Linked DNA regions of Rattus norvegicus: region 2 is linked to region 1. The links are chromatin contacts, called in public Hi-C maps. All regions are on one chromosome and are shown on one strand. Each heading gives the region's core, a stretch centred on a gene start, on an enhancer-like site or on the middle of the called end of the contact. The rest is flanking DNA. Distances are from core to core; before and after follow the strand shown. Region 1 overlaps Gsg1 (germ cell associated 1). Region 2 has its middle 23 kb from the start of Emp1.

The links. A called contact is a pair of places that touch in the nucleus more often than the background predicts.
Region 2: a Hi-C map of the A7r5 cell line shows a contact between it and region 1, with 5 times the contacts expected there. The contact joins two enhancer-like sites. A contact is called at or near these places in 12 of 12 Hi-C or Micro-C datasets (the A7r5 cell line, the Rat2 cell line, Schwann cells and 7 more) and 1 of 1 datasets of contacts at active chromatin or transcription factors (oligodendrocytes).

What each region holds. Positions count from the first base shown.
Region 1 is chr4:169,833,025-169,835,937 of GRCr8, reverse strand. The region is part of intron 1 of Gsg1 (germ cell associated 1); the gene reads left to right. It also overlaps a transcript of Fam234b not described here. Among named protein-coding and RNA genes, the nearest start is that of Gsg1, 3.9 kb to the left of the region's middle. Within about 2 kb of position 1,472, at least 17 of the 93 cell types and tissues checked have an H3K27ac peak or open chromatin away from gene starts, as enhancers often do. A contact at or near this core is called in the A7r5 cell line, where this site is marked.
Region 2 is chr4:169,966,058-169,968,970 of GRCr8, reverse strand. No RefSeq gene overlaps it. Among named protein-coding and RNA genes, the nearest start is that of Emp1, 23 kb to the right of the region's middle. Within about 2 kb of position 1,525, at least 9 of the 93 cell types and tissues checked have an H3K27ac peak or open chromatin away from gene starts, as enhancers often do. A contact at or near this core is called in the A7r5 cell line, where this site is marked.

The DNA.
Region 1 (2,913 bases), core at 223-2,722:
GCTCCCGGGTGCTTTTTTTATGAGAACTGGGAAGAGTGGTGTGTCCCTGACGATGTTTGCACACATGTTCTGTGTTCACGTCTTTGCCGGTAGGCTTCCCAACACATGTGCGTGAGCCTCGTTAGCCATACCAAACTCCTTCACTTGAGACAGTGCTGGAGTCAGCAATCCTTAAAACATAGTGCTTTACCACACTCGAGTCAAAGGAGCCAACAGATACAGAGGGCACATGAGTTACAGGGAAGGTGTGTACCTGTCAGAATGTGGAGGTGCAGAGAGCAGAGCTGTTTGTGTGTCAGCCAGTGACAGCCGAAGGACTTAAATTCCACTCCAGCTCTTTGCTTGTTGGGTAGCAGAAAGGAATTACTTAATGAGGCCATGGGTCAAGAATTCTGGCCCCTGGGAGGACAGAGAAACTCAAGGCAGGGCAAACAAGATGTCTTAGGTGGGCAGCTTAGGAGACAAAATGACTAGATCCCTTAGCCCCAGGCTCGTGTCAGGGAAGAGGTGAGCACACCAGCTCTCATTCAACCTTCTGACTCACCTCTAATCTACAGCATACTCGCCATGCAATAAACTGAATTTCTGCCTACAAAGTATGGGCGTCCCAAGACCATCATTTCTCTCATGCACAGCTAGTAAAAATGGTTTCCTACGGTACAGAGAAGGCTGACTGAGAACCTTAGCAAGTGACGGCCAGACTCAGGCCTTGGCACTGTGATGTCATGAATGCCAAGGTGCATGAATGACCCCAGGAAAGCATAACTTCCCACTAACAGTCCCAACACAGCAAGTTTAAACACTGGGTTGAGATGCGGGATATTTGTCTCCACACTGAGTTGTGAGCTTTGGAGACAAGCTTAATTAAATCTGTTACATTGACCAGTAGTTACTTTTTCTGTTCTAAGAGGAAAAGAAAGGGTCTGGGTCCAGGAAATAGCAAGCCCAAATTACAATGAAAGGAAGTGAATGGGATGCTGTGTTCTGATTTTTTTGTGTGGCAAAGCACAGAAACTTGGTTGCTTGCTTTTTTTTTTTTTTTTTTTTTTTTTTTTGTTAAAAAGAGGAAATTGGACTTTGGGGCCTCAGAGAGAGGAAAACTAACACTGGTCACATCCACCAAGTATTCAGCCAAGCACCCTAGGAATGGGTGGATCAGAGCTGCTGTGGAGGCCTAAACTAATATTTTGGAAACCTTTAAGGAAAATAATACAAAATTACAAGTTTGGATTGGGCAACAGGCCCTTGGAAGCAGCTCAAATAAGTGAGGGGCCGAAGAGGTAGGGTTTCATTAGCTTCATTTTAAACCCACCTCTGGGCCTCCTCATCCAACCCTGCCACGCCCATCCCCTTTTCCCTGAAGAAGGCAAACTTGAGGCAATTAAGGCTTCGGGGGTGCGGTTTATGAGCAGAGGCAATAAAAACCAAAGACACGGTGTTGTGCCAAGCGGTGACTCAAGGCGGGATATGAGACGCGTCTCCAAGTATTTGAAGGGTGGAAGCGTCAAGAAGGGAAAAGAATCGGTCACTGTTCTCGGGTGGAGAGAGAAAGGGGATACAATTAAAGAGAAAAACATGTGCACAAAACTCCATCCGGAGACGCTGGCTAACTATTTTCTGTTGTTGCGTTTCCCGTGGGAGGCATTCGAGGATCTATTGAGTCACTGAGAACGGCAACTGGCCACCAAAAATGAACTACAGGGAATAACCCTTCGAAAGGTCTTGCTGGGAGTGGCTGGACACCCCCCAATCTTCATTCTCAGTCCTGAATTCCATAAGGCTGACACATGGCAGTCTGTAGATTTGTATCTGGTCAAAAGCCAAGGGAACTCAAAACGAGCAGTACTGCAGAGACGAGCCACCTCTACCCGCCTTGTGCTGACTGGTAGGAAAGGAAAGGGTAGGAAAGAAGAAAGTATTGGGGTATAGCGCCACCCAGCGGCATGAAGAAACCATGCATCCAGGAATGCCTAGTCCAGAGCCAAATGGAACCACAAAATTCTTGTCTCCTTCTCCCAAAGCAAATCGAGTTGTGTCACAATGAATAAACGGGTGCTTGGGTGACACATAAAAGTTATCTTGGGGGGTGGGGTGGGGGGGCTGAAAGATGGTCGAGCCAATGAATGGACTTGTCAGCCTGACGACCTGAGTTTGATTTCTGGAACTCACATGTTAGAAGAAGAGAACCAACTCAGAGTCCTCTTCAATACATGTGCCACGCCCCTGCTACGCACACATGCACACACACACACACACTGCGAAAAGGAACAAAAACAGTATCAGGAAAGGCATGGTGCAGCAAAGACAAAGAGGAGAAAACCATTTTCAAAGAGCGAATGACTTTTTACACTAAAATTGAAAGGGCAAAAGAATGCGGGGTGTCGGTGGAGCACGCCTTTCATCCCGGCATGCAGAAGGAGGCAGCCGAAGGAGGGTCCCTGAGTTCGAGGCCAGCCCTAGTCTACAACTTCCAGGACAGCCGGGGCTACACAGAAACCCTGTCTCTTTGGAGGAAGAGAGTGAGAAGTGTCAGAAGAAGCTGAAGACATTCTGGGTTGAAGGAAGAGAGTAGCTGCTGGAAAATGTAGGTCTGTTCGATTGTGATGACGGAAAGAATGCTCTGTGTTTCTAATGACTGCCCAAAGGATAGATGTGACCCACTCCTCAACAGTTGACTGGATTCGTTGTTGTTGCTGCTGTCGTCGTAGCTTGTTTGGGTTAAATAAAAAGATGTCCATTTGCTTGAAAGTTGGGGAAAAAATGATGGTCATTATAGGACCATCAGACCCTGAGCTCTTCTCCAGATCTTCAGACCTGCTCTCTTCCACCCCATCCTCATCTTCGTCCCCACCCAACACATTCACCATGAGAGGAGAGGAGCAACTGTTCACGAACTGCCCAGAAAAGGGAGAC
Region 2 (2,913 bases), core at 276-2,775, 130 kb before region 1:
AAGCCAGGGCAGGGCCCAGCAGAAGCAGAAATAATGCGCATACTGAGAAACCTGCCAAAGAAGAGTTGACAAGAAGTAGAATCTTGAGGTAGAAGGAAGAGAGTTTCTCATGTGTTTCCTTCCGCTTAGAATATGAAGAGCATAAGCATGTTTGGTCCTCAAGAGAACACTTCCAGAAGGAGAGAGGTTAGAGATTCGGGGAGAAAGGGGAGCATCTAGGGAGCATCCCTGAGAGCTAAGAGGACACAGGAGAATGGTGGTGGTGGCCACACTGAGAAAGGAGCGTTGAGCAGCCTCCCTCAGGACAAGCAGCACTGGGAAGTGAGAGGCCCAGGCCAAGGTCAGGGAACAGGTGGCTGAAAGAAGCTTAGAGCAAACAATTAATAATTGTCTGCATGAAGCTTGTCTCTCCCTCTCCAGAGGCTCTGACAAGTATGAAACACAATGAGGTGGGCAGAATCTGAATTACCCCAGGGAAAGATATTAGCAGTCATTTCTGGTATGCTGTGCTGATATGCATTCTGTAGCTCGGTTCATGAGAAGGAATCTGCCCAAATGCTTTTAATGTTTTTTTAAGGCGGGATGACTAAATGTCAGATTCATTAATGTCATCCAGCTCACTCAACAAAGCGAGTGCCGTAACTCAAAACCTATTGCAAAATACTCAAAACAGGTACAATTTTGACTCACCCTAAAAACTGTAAAGATAAGAGTTCAAAGTGATTGGTTCATATCCCAACGCTCAGGAGGGGGAAGCAGGAGGATCAGGAGTCCAGCTGCAGCTATGTAGTGAATTGGAAGCCATCCTGGGCTATATGAGATACTGTCTCAGAAAAGGTGTGTGTGTGTGTGTGTGTGTGTGTGTGTGTGTGTGCATTTCAGAAGATAAAAAAACTAAAAATATAAAGATTTCACAATGCTCAAAGCCTGTAAATTATAACACTGAGGAGTCGATGTCATTCAAACCAGCCTAAACAAGCTGAATTTAAGAGATCCATGTGCTAATAATACAAGGGAGGCAGCTAAGAAGTGCCAGCCTCAGAGTGCCCAGATCAAAGAGGGGAGATACCTCGATCCAGACAGGGTCACACTGAATGCCATGTTCTTCCATATTTAATGGAAAAACTAAACACTACTTCCTTGCTATAATCAAGCCAGACTTTCTGACAAGAGACCCACGTTCACTCTCCACCCTCCCTCTACCAGACACAGTTAGCTTTTCCAAGACACAAGGGCTTGGAAGAGCAACAGAACAGTCTGGTATTTAAACTAAATCCTATCTTGCTGAAAATACATCGAACTTCCAAAATAAATTACCAAAATCATTTCAGCCCAGACAGTAAGTTTAAAAAAAATCTTTTTTTCTGGGAGAGAGATTTGAGGCACAGTCTTGTTTATGTAATAGTCTTGTTTATGAAATAGACCAGGCTGGCAAATTTGTGGCCCCTCCCTCTCCTCTGCCTCTACTCACCTACTGTTGGGACTCCAGACATGTACACAACTCCTGGCTAGTGCCAACCCGTTAAGTCATTAAGAATTCAACAGCCCGTATTTCCTCATAGTCTGCTCTGTCAAATTTAGCTCTTGCTACAGTAATGTCTCTTATCTGCCACTTGGACAGTCTTCTTGAACTGCAGGTCACTTCGTAGGTCCTTGTAGATACAATTCACTAAAAGACTGTCAAATCCTAAAGGACACTACACACCTGTGATCCCAATACTCAGGCAACTACTGTTGTCCACGTTCCCTCTGTGCCCCAGAACGGGGCTATTTCAAACTTACTGCCACATTCCTGAGAGACATTTCGTCTGCCTGTTGGTATGCTCTAGCTTTCCTTAGCAGACACACAAAACTGCTTCTTGTGTTGCTGGAATACGGAGCCTTGCACAAGCAGGATTTTAACTCCCACTTGCTTTCTTTCAAAGGCTCCTGAGAAATTGTCCTCTGTGCCTAAAAGCCAGTGGGGTTTTACAAAGGGACAATCTGGAGTATGTCCAAAGCAGAGTGACAGAGTTATCTATTAGCCATGTTGCACCTGGGTTTTATCACCCCAATGAATGGATTTCCTGTGCCTATGGCCTCATTCTTGAATGACAAGGGAGATCTCAGTGACTCATCTTTCTCCACCCTCCTCATTTGGACCAAAGTCACCTGCATATTTACTTAATCACTTTAAATCAATTCAACTCTATACAAGTCATTTAATTGCTCAAATATTTATCCATCACCTTTATATGTGGAAATCTGACAACTTCCTGCCCTCTCTCAGAATGTAATCTCATTCTGCAAGATAACTCTCACATCTTGCTATCTCACTTCTGTACGGAACTAAATGTCATCTGAAATCACGGAAACATCTGGTGTTCAAGCTTTCTTCAAATTATTTCTAAGACAGAAAGCTAGTACACCTTGGCCTTGACAAGAAGATGTCTAATTTTATGTGTCAACCTGACTGGGCCAAAGGATCCAACTATGTAACCGAACATTATTCTGGGTGTTTCTAGGGAGACATCTTGGGATGAGAATGGCCTTTAAATGGATAAAGTTTAAGCAAAGCAGATTGCCTTTCATGGTGTGGGTGAGCCTCATCTGATCAGCCTAGAACTAAAGAAAACCGGGTCTTCAGAGGAATACTATAGGAAATCACTCGGGCTGAGCACTGCTGTGTAGGATCTTGCTTGCTAGCCTTCCCGAGCCTGTCCAAATACCACTGATTACCACCTAGATTCTTGAAATGCAAGATGACATCTTTGCAGTCGAAGACATGTTGGGTGGGTCTGGGTGTTCATTGGTGACTAAAGACCTTCGGGGAATGAATGGGCAGTCAGAAGAGCCAACCAACGAGTTGTATCATGGTAGGAAATCTCCAGGAGATCTATGTGAGGAAAATAGGCCTCTTATAAAGATGTTCAA